2 separate regions of the Mus musculus genome follow, and region 2 is linked to region 1. The links are chromatin contacts, called in public HiCAR-type maps. All regions are on one chromosome and are shown on one strand. The core of a region is the stretch at or near the end of the contact, and the rest is flanking DNA. Distances in the headings are between cores, read along the strand shown.

Region 1 (5,982 bases), core at 185-2,684:
AAAAAAATGTCAACAGTTGTTCATTTGTAAAAATTACCAAGTGACTCATGTCAGATGCTTGACCGCTCTGAGTAAGACGACTACAGAAATGGAAAATAATGGAGATGACCACACTGGGTTCATGTGGTGATGACGTTAAAATACTTAATCCTAACTTTTTATATGAGTAAAAATGCATTCTTCAAATGAGTGTTATTTCCTGCTATACACATTTTTTTTGTTATTATTACAAAGGGGCATGCCCTTATTAGTATGCAACTTACTTTATCATCTTTAAAAATAAGAAGAACAGCACCCAAGCAGCTGATACAGGAGGATTGCTGCACATTTGAGGTTTGACTGGGCTACATAGCAGAACAAAACAAGACCCCATGGAGATCTCCTTCTTGAATTCCAGGGTCTAGGTTTTCATAGTGCTGTTGTTTTGTTTTTTTGTTTTGTTTTGTTTTTCCTTCCAAAAGACAAACAGTGGAGAAAGGAGCTGGTTTGTGTCTGTTGTGGATTTTACTACTGCAAAAAGGATTGATATCCTTGAAAACATTAATACTCCTATTCTGATTGCTTGAGATTCTTACAGTAAAGTTCTTCAGTAGGTGTGTCCTTAAATTAAACTTCATCAAGAAGAAAACTGGAACAAACTGGAACAAAACAGTAATTAGAAGGTTAATGCCCTGCCCCCCCCCCTTTAGAGTCTGGTAACAAATACATCGTTTTATATATCTACAAATATGTCTTCAATTCTGAGTTTATCTCTGATTCTTATTTAAAATGTTACTTATATGAATTGCCTGGGCAGAACAGAGACCATCAACTAAACAGTTGGGATGGCACCTGCTGACCCTAGGTCTTCCCTCTAGGTCTTCCATGTGCTTGATTCTTTAGTGTAGACCCACTTCAAGTGTGAAGTTCATTGCAGCAGCAAGGTTGCCTTAGGACTGGGGACAACTAAAGAAAAGTCCAGTCCAGATAATGTTGATCCTTGCTTTCATCACATATGTGGTAGGAAAACTGTAATGTTTAGTTTAGTACAGTGATTCTTGAGAGAACTGTCATACACACTTTCTTTTAACACACACACAGAGAGACACAGACACACACTCACACACATACAGCATGGTGTAAAGATCCCAGAGTTTCAGATCTCTGATCTCTGTAGGTGGTCAGCCTCTCTTCTTGAATTTTGAGATTTTGCAAAATGGTAGATTTCGTTAAAGTTGTAGTATTTCCCTTTTCTGATTAGAATTCCTACAAAAGGGCTTGTTAAACATTGGTTACTTGATATACAACATTTAGAAACTACAGAGAATACTCCTACCATTTAATTAATGACCAATGTCTCTGCGCTCTTGCTTAAGATTTTTCCCCCCTCAGGAAAACGACCCTTGAAGGTGTATGAACTCTGGCTGCCAGCTGCACACACTTGAGTAGCTGACAGACGCAAAGGCCAAAAGAGAGGAAGATCCAGACGCACCAGAACCCAGAGCCGCGGACTTTGTGTTGGTTCTGGTCCCTTTCTACGCTAGAGACCACTAACTCATCTGGGTATCGGGCTTCTGGTCTGCATGGGCTGCTGCTCCACTCTATCTGCAGCAAGCAAGCCATTATGCCTCTAATCAGAGCAGTATTTTAAGCTTACTCTCCAAGCAACAAAAAGCAAGCTGGTGAGAGACGCCTGCTCTGGACCCTAAAGAGTCTGGAGTCCTTCCCAGCGAATTGTCTCTCACCCTGCGGAGCACGCCAGCTCAATTACTGGAGAAAGAGGTTGGTCCTTGCCACCGCCCTCCCCTCCTGTCTTCAGTAGGAGCGGGGAAGAGGAGATCCGCTCCAGTGCGCACGGGAGTGACCAAGTACAGCTGCCTACTAGGGCAGCGACCTGGACGCGGGTCCTTTCCTCCTCCAGCGGCTACACCCGCCCTGTGCGCCTTGAACACGGCGCGCTGGACCATCCCGGCAGGGCTCCGGGGTGACATCACTCCTGAAGATACTCGCACTCTGGTCCTTGTCTTTACAAAGCCTCTATCCGTGTCTTTGTGGGTCTCAGGAGAGGGCTCCGGGCTTCGGGGAAAGAGAGCAGGACACTGAACAGCAACTGACCGGAGGAAGCAAAAGAGCAGAGTCCAGCGAAGGAGTACCCGAGCTGGCGGCGACATGAAATTCAACGCTGCACACTACCTGCTGCCCCTGCTGCCTGCACTCGTCCTCAGCACCAGGTGAGTCCAGGAGCATGAGGCCCCAAGCCAGCAGGCTGCGCTCCTCCGGGGAGAGGCACCTCCCACTTAAGCAAGATGCTAGCTGAGTGATTAAGATTCAGAATCCTTGGATAGAGCAGAGACCTTTATAGTTCCCTTAGTATCATGGAAAAAAAAGTACCTCGGTTGCTTCCTTTCAGGGACCGAGAGCTTCCCTTCAAAGAACAAGGAACCTTCCCGTCCCCAACTCCCGTGGAGCCCCGTAATCAGGAACAGAGAACAAGCAGAAGTAGGACAACATAGAGGAAGTAGGGAGAGAAGGGATTTTACCCCAGAGTGCCTGTTTACAATAGACCCCTCCAAGTAATGTCCCCTCTTAGGGAATTTAGGCCCCCCCGTGAAGCATATTCTAACGTTCAGGGAGCCAGAGAAAGCTAAGACTTGTGCAGTAGTCCCCAAACTCCTCCGGTGACCGTGGCCTGACTGAGGTCTTGAGTGGGCTTGGTGGCAGGTGACTTACTTTGGCTGTGTTTTGAGCAGGCTTCAGATTTAAAGTTACAAGACAGTACTGAAGCAGAAAAGAACCTAGTTGGGAACAATCGGGCACTGTGCTCCATCACTGGCCACAGAGGAGAATTTCAGTCCCAGTACAGAGGACCTATTTTTATTGGAGATTTCAAACACGCTGACTGAGAAGTGCTTTGTGACTACTGCTGGGGATCCAGTCTCAGAGTTGGTGATGGGTTTGCTTTCTTCTCCCACAAGCACAGCACAAGGGTGGCCTGTTTCAGTGCCTGGGACTGAATTTCTTCTGCATGCCTTGAGCACCCGACTGGCAGCAACCCCTTTCCTTTGGCCTCCATGAGATGAAATAACCCACAGGGTCGGGGTTCTTTCAAATCCGCATGAATGGAGACAGCAGCTGATTGTATAACTCACGAAAAATAAAGTAGAACTACACACAAGTGTACAAGATTCACAGAGGAAAAGAAAAAATGAAGCAGGCTTGCTAGTTCTTAGATGATGAATTTCCTGTATCTCTTTCTAGTACATGTTTCTTCCAGGCCTGCCTAACCTAACTTTTCATATAGAAACTGTTCAATATTTAGCTCCAAATATTGATGAATCTGGGCTTTCCTTGAACATAAAATCCAAGAGACTTTACTAGACTGAAATCAAACTTGAATTTTAGTTCTTCTAAAAGCTTGCTTGTCGTTTCAGTTTATATTCTTATGTTTGCAAAAGAAGTCCACATTGCTTCCCAGCATTAATGGGACTTTCCTAAGCAATAGGCTGTTGAATATTGTGTTACGTACCCACAGCTTAATAAAGTTTGTCTTTGGGTCCTTGGCATTTGCTCTCATCTTCTGCTTTAATAATTACTTATGCTTTCCTTTGAAGAAAGGACATCTCTAAAGTGTATACTTAAGTAGATGCCCCGCAACATGCAACATGCTAATTAGACAGTAAATGTTGGAGCAAGGGGAAGCCAACCTACAGTGGCATAAAAGATGTAAGAAGCTCTTCAGCTCCCGTAGTCCATTTGCTTTTTAAAACAGTTGTCATTTGAATAAGCAAGCTCTAGAGTCTCCACCCAAAGCTTGTTAGTTCTATGATGCAAGAGCAATCAACTTCCCTATCTATGAAAGTATTGATTTCTATAGATACTTTTAATACTGAAAATTAACATATTTATTATCAAATATTAAGTTATTCTGAGTTGAAATTAGATAGGGGACATTCTATAGCGTTGATAGTTTCGTTTTACAAAAAAATACAAGATGGACTTGGAAAAATGAATTTCTATAATTTGCAATCTATTTACATGGCTGTTTTGGGCCAATATATTGTACTAGATTCCAGGTTACCTTCTGATAGTGAATATATTGAAAATAAATGTTATGCTCTCAAGATGTCACTTGCTAGAAGAGAATGGACTTCATAGAAGTCTTGCAGAAGGCCATTCCCCTTCCAGTAGTCAGCAGTTCTCATTGTCATAAGACACTCCCAAAGATTAAACCCCAAACAGTAAAGCTCTGTCAAGACGGTTGCATTAGACGGGATGGGTCTGATGTACTGTGGAGCGACATGGTGTACCTCAGTCATACCACCTGTGACTGGGATTCCTGTTAGCTGATCTTCGTGCTTCTTTCTGTGAGGCAATTGCATTTCGCATGCTTACACTGTGGTGACTAAATACACGTAGTATGACAGTGGCCACTTGTTGACTTGAAAGTTCCTCCTAAAGTGTGGGGAATGTGAAGCTGAACCTCTTGATGTGCAAGTACAAGCACTTAGCCGTGTGTGTCTCTGTGTACAGCTCCTTTAGAACTGCTAATTCTTCTGCAAGAAGCCTGGTATTCACCTCTCTCCTGAAGTACAAGAATAACTGCTTTGAAACAGATGCTGTGGTTGGAGGAAGACAGTGCTTTTATGAGTGTTCTAGCTACAGGGGTGGCAATTCTCAGAAAGTTCTGCCTTTTAAATAGGAAGGATTGACATCTGCCTTTCCTGCTTGCTCCCTCCTGTTTTGTACAACTAGTCATCACATAAATGTCAAATGGACATCCCATGATCCTGCAGGCATGAACAGTAGCAACAATCCTGACTTAAATTGACTTCATTTGTTCTGAAAGAAACTTGAATGTATACCTTTAACAACCAAAAAGCACTTTTTTTTCTATTTTCCTAGTGAACCCCATGGAGTTAAAAAAAAAAAGACATTAATTTCTTGGCATATTGTCTCTGTTGTTTAGAAAGCACATAGAAGTTCAAAAGTATACTCAAGCTAATGATTTGAAAATGTAGCTAATACAAAGATCCATTTAACTTGTACACAAATGCATGTGGTCAAAGAACACTAATGCATGAGAAGGCTGAATAGCTTTAGAATAGAATGGTGGTACTTTTCAAATAGTTTCATTCTGCAGAAGGATTAAATTGGTATTCTAAGGCAATATGTAGAGTTCAGAAAGAGGACGCATAGGGACTGAGAGAATGAATGGTGGAGGAGCATTTCTTTAGAAGTTCCTCTTGTCAAGGAACCATGGGGTGCTGGAGGAGGCTTGTGCTTTCACGGCTGAACCTTAGTTCTTTGATGCTGTGTCCATGCTCCTGGTGCCTTTGGATTGCGAACTTTCAAATGGCTTGAGATGGAGGAGCACATAGCAGGGAAGGAAGGAGTGAGAGCCTACCTACTTTTGCTGGGCTTGTATCAGCAACAACTTTGAGCAGATAGTTGGTTACTGTCCCCTAGGTAGGAATCACCTGTGATGTCTCCTCTGAACCCTTGACCAGCAGCTGTACCAGATGCTTCCACAGGACTCTGTTTCCAGAGGATGCTTTACACTGTGGAGGTCCAAGGCTCTCATTTCTTCTGTGCCTTATTCCAAACTCAAGATGAAGCTGTTGTATAGGTGATAGGAAAGCTACAACAAGAACACACAAACACTTTTAAAGAAATGCATTTGATGTAGGAAGCTGTCTCACTTTAACTATGATGAAATGGTGAGAGGCACTAACAGTTTCCCGCTCAACTGCTTCACACAGGAAGACTTGTATCATCGTATAAATGGATTAGAGAAGTGTACATAACAGGAGTCTGTGAAAAAGAATGTATTTGCTCCTGAGGCTGCAGTTCCATCCTTATATACCTGTTTCCAATAGCACTCTTTACAGTGTCATTTTTTTTTTTGAGAATCTTTGTCGATCACATTTTATTTATGACCAGTGGCAGCAACAGTTCAAATGTTTATGTATTGACTGTGCGATTGTATCAAAGCAAATACATGCA
Region 2 (5,852 bases), core at 3,328-5,827, 960 kb after region 1:
CAAAGTTTGGAGCTGAGACAGAAGGAAGGACCATCCAGAGACTGCCCCACCTGGGGATCCATCCTATAAACAGCCACCACACCCAGACACTATTGCATGTGCCAGCAAGATTTTGCTGACATGACCCCGATATAGCTGTCTCTTGTGAGGCTATGCCAGTGTCTGGCAAATACAGAAGTAGATGCTCACAGTCATCTATTGGGTGGAACATATGGCCCCCAATGGAGGAGCTAGAGAGAGTACCCAAGGAGCTGAAGGGGTCTGCAACCCTATAGAAGGAACAGCAATATGAACTAACCAGTATCTCCTTGAGCTCGTGTCTCTAGCTGCATATGTAGCAGAAGATGGCCTAATCGGTCATCAGTGGGAGGAGAGGCCCTTGGTCTTGCAAAGATTATATGCCCCAGTACAGGGGAATGCCAGGGCCAGGAAGCAGGAATGGGTGGGTTGGAGAGCAGGGCTGGGGAGGGGGTATAGAGGACTTTCAGCATAGCATTTGAATTGTAAATGAAGCAAATATCTAATAAAAAAATTATTTAAATAATAATAAAGAACGAAAAGGTGTGACCTTGTTGGAGGTTGTGTGTCACTGTGGGGGGCAGGCTTTGAGTTCTCCTAAATTCAAGCTATGCCCAGTGAATTATTCTCCTCCTGCCTTCAGATTAAGATGGAGAACTCTCAGCTCCTCCAGCACCATGCACACTGACATGATAATAGACCAAACCTCTGAAACTGTAAGCCAGCCCCAATTAAATATTTGCCGTATAAAAGTTGCCTTGGTCATGGTCTCTCTTCACAGCAATAAAACCCAAACTAAGACAATAATCTTATCCCGTCCTGCGGGATTCAGTTATTCGTGGGTGTGAGGGGGACCGCAAATCTGGAAGGAGATGGAAGGAAGAAAAAGAGGAATAGGAGACCAGGAAGGGTACCTATCACGGTCTCGTTTATTATGCTGAGGTGCCTTCTTTTTAAAGCATACATCGCAGGGAATATGGGAGGGGTCTAGGGAGAATTATACAAAGAACAAAGAAACGAGCATCTGCTGACATGGGGGCCGAAGTCAGGCGCCAGGCAGCGGGCACTCTGGATCTTATCTCTGGAACATCGATCCTCCTTGACAGCCTTGGGGGTCAGGCTGGGCTCAGGCACAGCTCATGTCCTTGGATGTCATGGGAACTCAGGAAGAGATAGGGGAGAGGGGACTATAATTCAGCTTTACAGCCTCAGGTGCCAGGAAGGGAATAGGGCGGAAGGGGGGTGATAACCAGCTCTTAGTACAAGGCCATTTGGCCTGTTAGGGAGATTGTGAAGGGCTCACTTTCTCAGGGGATGGTCTCTGACATAATCTTGTAAAGTTTTGTGTCTCCTAAGACATGTAACAAGTTTCTTTTTTTTTTTTTTTTTTTTTTGGTTTTTTGAGACAAGAGTTTTTCTGTGTAGCCTTGGCTGTCCTGGAATTCACTTTGTAGACCAGGTTGGCCTCGAACTCAGAAATCCGCCTGCCTCTGCCTCCCGAGTGCTGGGATTAAAAGCGTGTGCCACCACACCTGGCTACGTAACAAGTTTCAAACCAAACTCCCTACCATGTTGATTTCAGTCAACTGCTATAGAAAACCAAAGCCTACTACTCAGTCAAGAGATAGTCTTATGGGCCTTCTTCTTAATGCCCCAAAGCTGTGTATAAGGATATGACAAGAGAATGGGGACAGGAGAATGGGGACAACAGCACCCAAATTAGCATACAAAGCAAGCCTGTTTTCAGGGAAACTGGACGCTTCTTCATCTGAGCTTTACACAACACCGGGAGAGAGCTCAAGCCAGTTGGCAGATTAAACATAGGCACACTTGTGGTGTGTCTTTCCACAATGTCAGAGTTTATTGAATAGCAATAAATTCACAAGGCTTTCTGGCTTTAATGACAGCAATTTGCCATAAAATCTTGGTAGCCTATGTTAGCATTCTGTCTAAGCTCAACCCCACAGAGATACCTGGCAACAGGAGCCAGGTATGCTCCTCCCCACAGTTACCCTGCAATAGCCAGGTAGGCCTGACCCACTATAAAAGAGGCTGAATGACACCCCCCCTTCTTGCTCTTCCCTTCTTGCTCCCACTCTGTCCCTTCCCCCATCTCTCCCCATTCCCTTCTCCGTCTCTCTTCACGTGCTCATGGCCAGCCTCTACTCCTCTACTCCTCTTCTTCTCTATTCCTCTCTCTCTCTCTGCCTTTCTCTGACTCTACTACCCTCTTAACTCCCCTCCCCATGCCCTGAATAAACTCTATTCTATGGGCCTGCTGAGACACCCTCTTCTTCCATACCTCACCACAGCTCCATAGAACATATCCCCTCCTCTCTTTATCTTTTTATAAACACATCCGCCTAGATGAATACAAGTTCCAACCTTAATTACCAATATCAAGTCTCATATCACACAGCACACAATAAATATATCCAAATCTGTCCTTGTCTCTATCTCTGTCTATCTGTCTGTCTGTCTGTCTCCCTGTGTGTGTGTGTGTGTGTGTGTGTGTGTGTGTGTGTGTGTGTGTAGGCTACAGAATGAATGAGTACAAGAGGTTTCAGAAGTGGATGGAGAAAAGATCTGTATAAACAAGTCAGACCAGTGCCAGGAGAAAGCTAGTGGTAGAAACTGCTGGTGAAGCTGCTCGAGTCAGGCTTGAGTGTGAAGCTGCGAAATCTGGATTCAGGATGAAGACAGCAAGCCTGGTCTGTAGCAGAAAATAAGTCAGGATCAGAGCACTGCAGATTAGCTCCAGATCAGCAGGAGAACAACTGGGCATTTGAGGCAGTGGGGAGGCTACATCAACAGTGGGGGACTTAGCCAAGTCCTTGATGCACACACCATATAATAGGTTTGTGTGCAGCCATAACATCACAGTGGTGGGTGTCTATCACTTATGGCATCCACATGAGGGAGACACAGCATTTTCTCCATCTGGTATGTTTGATAAGTCCTTGTGCCTGGTTTGCCAGATTTAATACGTCAGTCTGCCTTCACAGTTCCAAGTCTCCCCCATTCAACTTACAGTGTGGCTCCCTCTCTAGTCCCAGGGACAAGCTAACTGTCTTTGCTTTACGCGGGTGCCTATCTGCTGCTTTCTCTGGATCTACTCAGCTGCAGAATGGAGTCAAAGGCCTCTTGTAAAACAGTCTCCTGGGGCAGTGCACAGCTTAGGGGATAACAACTGTTTTATTCAATATGGAGTAACTTAGCCTGGCCTCAACAAAGACCTTCCTCGTGAGGGATTCGTCTAAGAAAAAGTCAGGCAAGTACCAATTGGGGTGGCAGGTGCTACCTAATGCGGACGATTTATAAAGGCTCAAAGGCTCCAGCTGCTGCTCTGACGACTTTGCCCACGTCTGCTCTCAAGAGTGCTTTCCCCTTTTTATATTTTGAAAATGACGTTTTAAAATTTATTTTTGTATGGGGTGGAGGTACGCACACATGGGAATTATAAGACTACTTATGGGACATGGTTCTCTCCTATCATGTGAGTCCACACGATGGGATGCAAGCAGCCAGGCCTGACAGCCAGCAACTTTATTAAGTAAGCCAGCTTTTTTTGTTTTGTTTTGGGTTTGTTGTTGCTGTTGTTGTTTTGGTTGTTTTGTTCTGATTTTTTTTTTTTTTTTTCGAGACAGGGTTTCTCTGTATAGCCCTGGCTGTCCTGGAACTCACTCTGTAGGCTGGCCTTGAACTCAGAGCCACTTTCCCTTTCTTGAGAACTTGTTCGAGGGTTCTAACAAGAAAGCACAACTGCCTGTACTGTAACAAGGACAAGTCCTCCATAGGGAAGGTCGGCCTAACCCAAAGCTGTGGGTGCACAAAGAACAGTAACAGAAAAGCATCCCCGGCCATCAAGTGGGTGACAGACAGCTGGCCCTCACATACATCTCCACCTTACTAATAAACCAGCAGTTTCAGCATGTGGGCAGTGACCCGCAGTAGGGATCACACATCAGATAGTTACATTACAATTCGTAAACTAGCAAAAGTATAACTATGAAGTAGCAACGAAATAATTTAATGGTTATGGGTCATCCCAGCGAGAGGAACTATATTAAAGGGTCACAGCATTTGGAAGGTTCAGAGCCATTGTAATACATAAATGGGCACTATCGCTGCTTTAACCATATGTTCCTGGTCTAATCAGAAGCATGTGTTTAGTTGGGGAGCTCTGAGAGCCCAGTTTAGGTCGTCTGGAGGAGAAAGTGAAGGCCGGAGCATGAACAAATAAGTCACGATGTTCAAAAATGTCGGAAACTATACCCTGGAACCAAAAAACTGGTTGGCTCAAAATGCATCAGAATTTAAATCGTTAATCAGGAGTATCCAGAGTCCCTTATTAACAATGATTAATAATAAATAATGGTTAGCTGTCTGAAGACTCTCGGATTTCCCGGTGTGCAAGCAGAAAGAGCACATCTCTTCCCCACCCACGGACGCACCGCATCCAGCAACCAGCATCCACTCCCATCAGCACCTTTCCCAGGCACAGCTCCGGGGCTGCCGGAACTCTCGCGGAAACATCCTCCACATCTCGAAACCCCGGTGCCGGGACGGGCGGAACTCTCGCGAGAACAGTCGCCACTTAGCAGAGATCCTGATAGGTACGCCGCGGCAATGGCCCGGCCTAAGTCGTCCGGGAGCCGGATGGACAGACAGCTGGAGCATGATGTGTGCGAGCTCGTCCGGCAGGTTACGGGGCTGCAGGACGAGGCGGACCCCAACTTCCAGCTGGCCCTGGACTTCGTCTGGTCCAACTTCAGGTGTGGGATCGCGGCTACGAGCTGAAGTCGCGCGGGCGGGCGGGTCCGGGTCGGGAGTGCGGCCTCCGGCACCCCTGCGTCTGCTGCAGCTGCTGTGCCTTGGTTTCCCCTTAGGTGCCCTTGCGAGAAACCCGCAGTTGCAGCGGCACATTCCTAGAGAGCTGTTGACTCTGCTCACCCGCACGCAGTACGGTGCACATCAAAAGTCATTTGATGGCTGGGAAAGTGAATTTTTAGCGCCAAATTCTGATCACATCCTGTTAGGTTTTTTGGGGGTTTTTTGTTTTGTTTTGTTTTTTGTTTGTCTCACCAACCCCCCTCTTCTCTTGCTCGGACCACTTACAAGTTTCCCCGCTTCTGTGTCCTCCCTTTGCATTGCATAAAACAAATTCAAGTTCTACTATTGAGCAACACATAGCATGTCTAGTAGAAGTCACCCTAAACAGTGAACAGTTTGTCAGACTGTGATCCTGATTCTAAGCGCAGGACGTGAGTGTCTGCCTAGTTCGTGAGACTACAGACCTCTCAGGTTGATGGGAAGCAAGCCAACGATCCAAAACCACAAGTGCAATTTCTAGTTATAACCTATAGAAAGAACAAGGATTCAAAGAAGTCAGGTAACTCGAAAAGCAGATGTACCACAAGTATTTTTTCTAGTGGCAGATAGGAGGGAGGGGATAGTCATTTTAGAGTTGGGAAGAGACATAGATGCTGCATAGTATAACAGAAGTACTAAAAGCATACCTATAACACTCTGTCACCAGTGTCACCCGTAGAAAACATGTGGCAGTCACCTTGTGTTACAGTTGCTTTATTTCCACATGTTGTTCGTTGTTACATTAATGACAGCCTTTGGTCCCACTGCTAAATTTTAGGTTTTGTTGTTGATGATGTTATGTGTATGATTTGACTCTGTGTACACGTGTGCATGTGTGTGCCTGGTGCCCAAGGCAGCTGATCCCCTGGAACTGGGATTATAAACAGCCTGTGGGTGCTGTGAATAGAACCTGGGGACCCTGAGCAATGGCGTGGGCTCTTAACCCCCGAGGCATCTCTCCA

What was found. HiCAR-type assays count read pairs that join an accessible place to other places.
Region 2: a HiCAR-type map of astrocytes shows a contact between it and region 1, with 4 times the contacts expected there. The contact joins the promoter of Tubgcp5 here to the promoter of Luzp2 in region 1. A contact is called at or near these places in 1 of 39 promoter capture datasets (second pharyngeal arch cranial neural crest) and 3 of 115 datasets of contacts at active chromatin or transcription factors (astrocytes, embryonic stem cells and stem cell-derived neural progenitor cells).

What each region holds. Positions count from the first base shown.
Region 1 is chr7:54,833,811-54,839,792 of GRCm38.p6, forward strand. Luzp2 (leucine zipper protein 2) reads left to right here and starts at 1,435. Exons shown (of 12, transcript NM_178705.5): 1 at 1,435-2,210. The coding sequence starts at 2,149.
Region 2 is chr7:55,789,548-55,795,399 of GRCm38.p6, forward strand. It overlaps Tubgcp5 (tubulin, gamma complex associated protein 5), which reads left to right and starts at 4,578. Exons shown (of 23, transcript NM_146190.3): 1 at 4,578-4,793. The coding sequence starts at 4,648.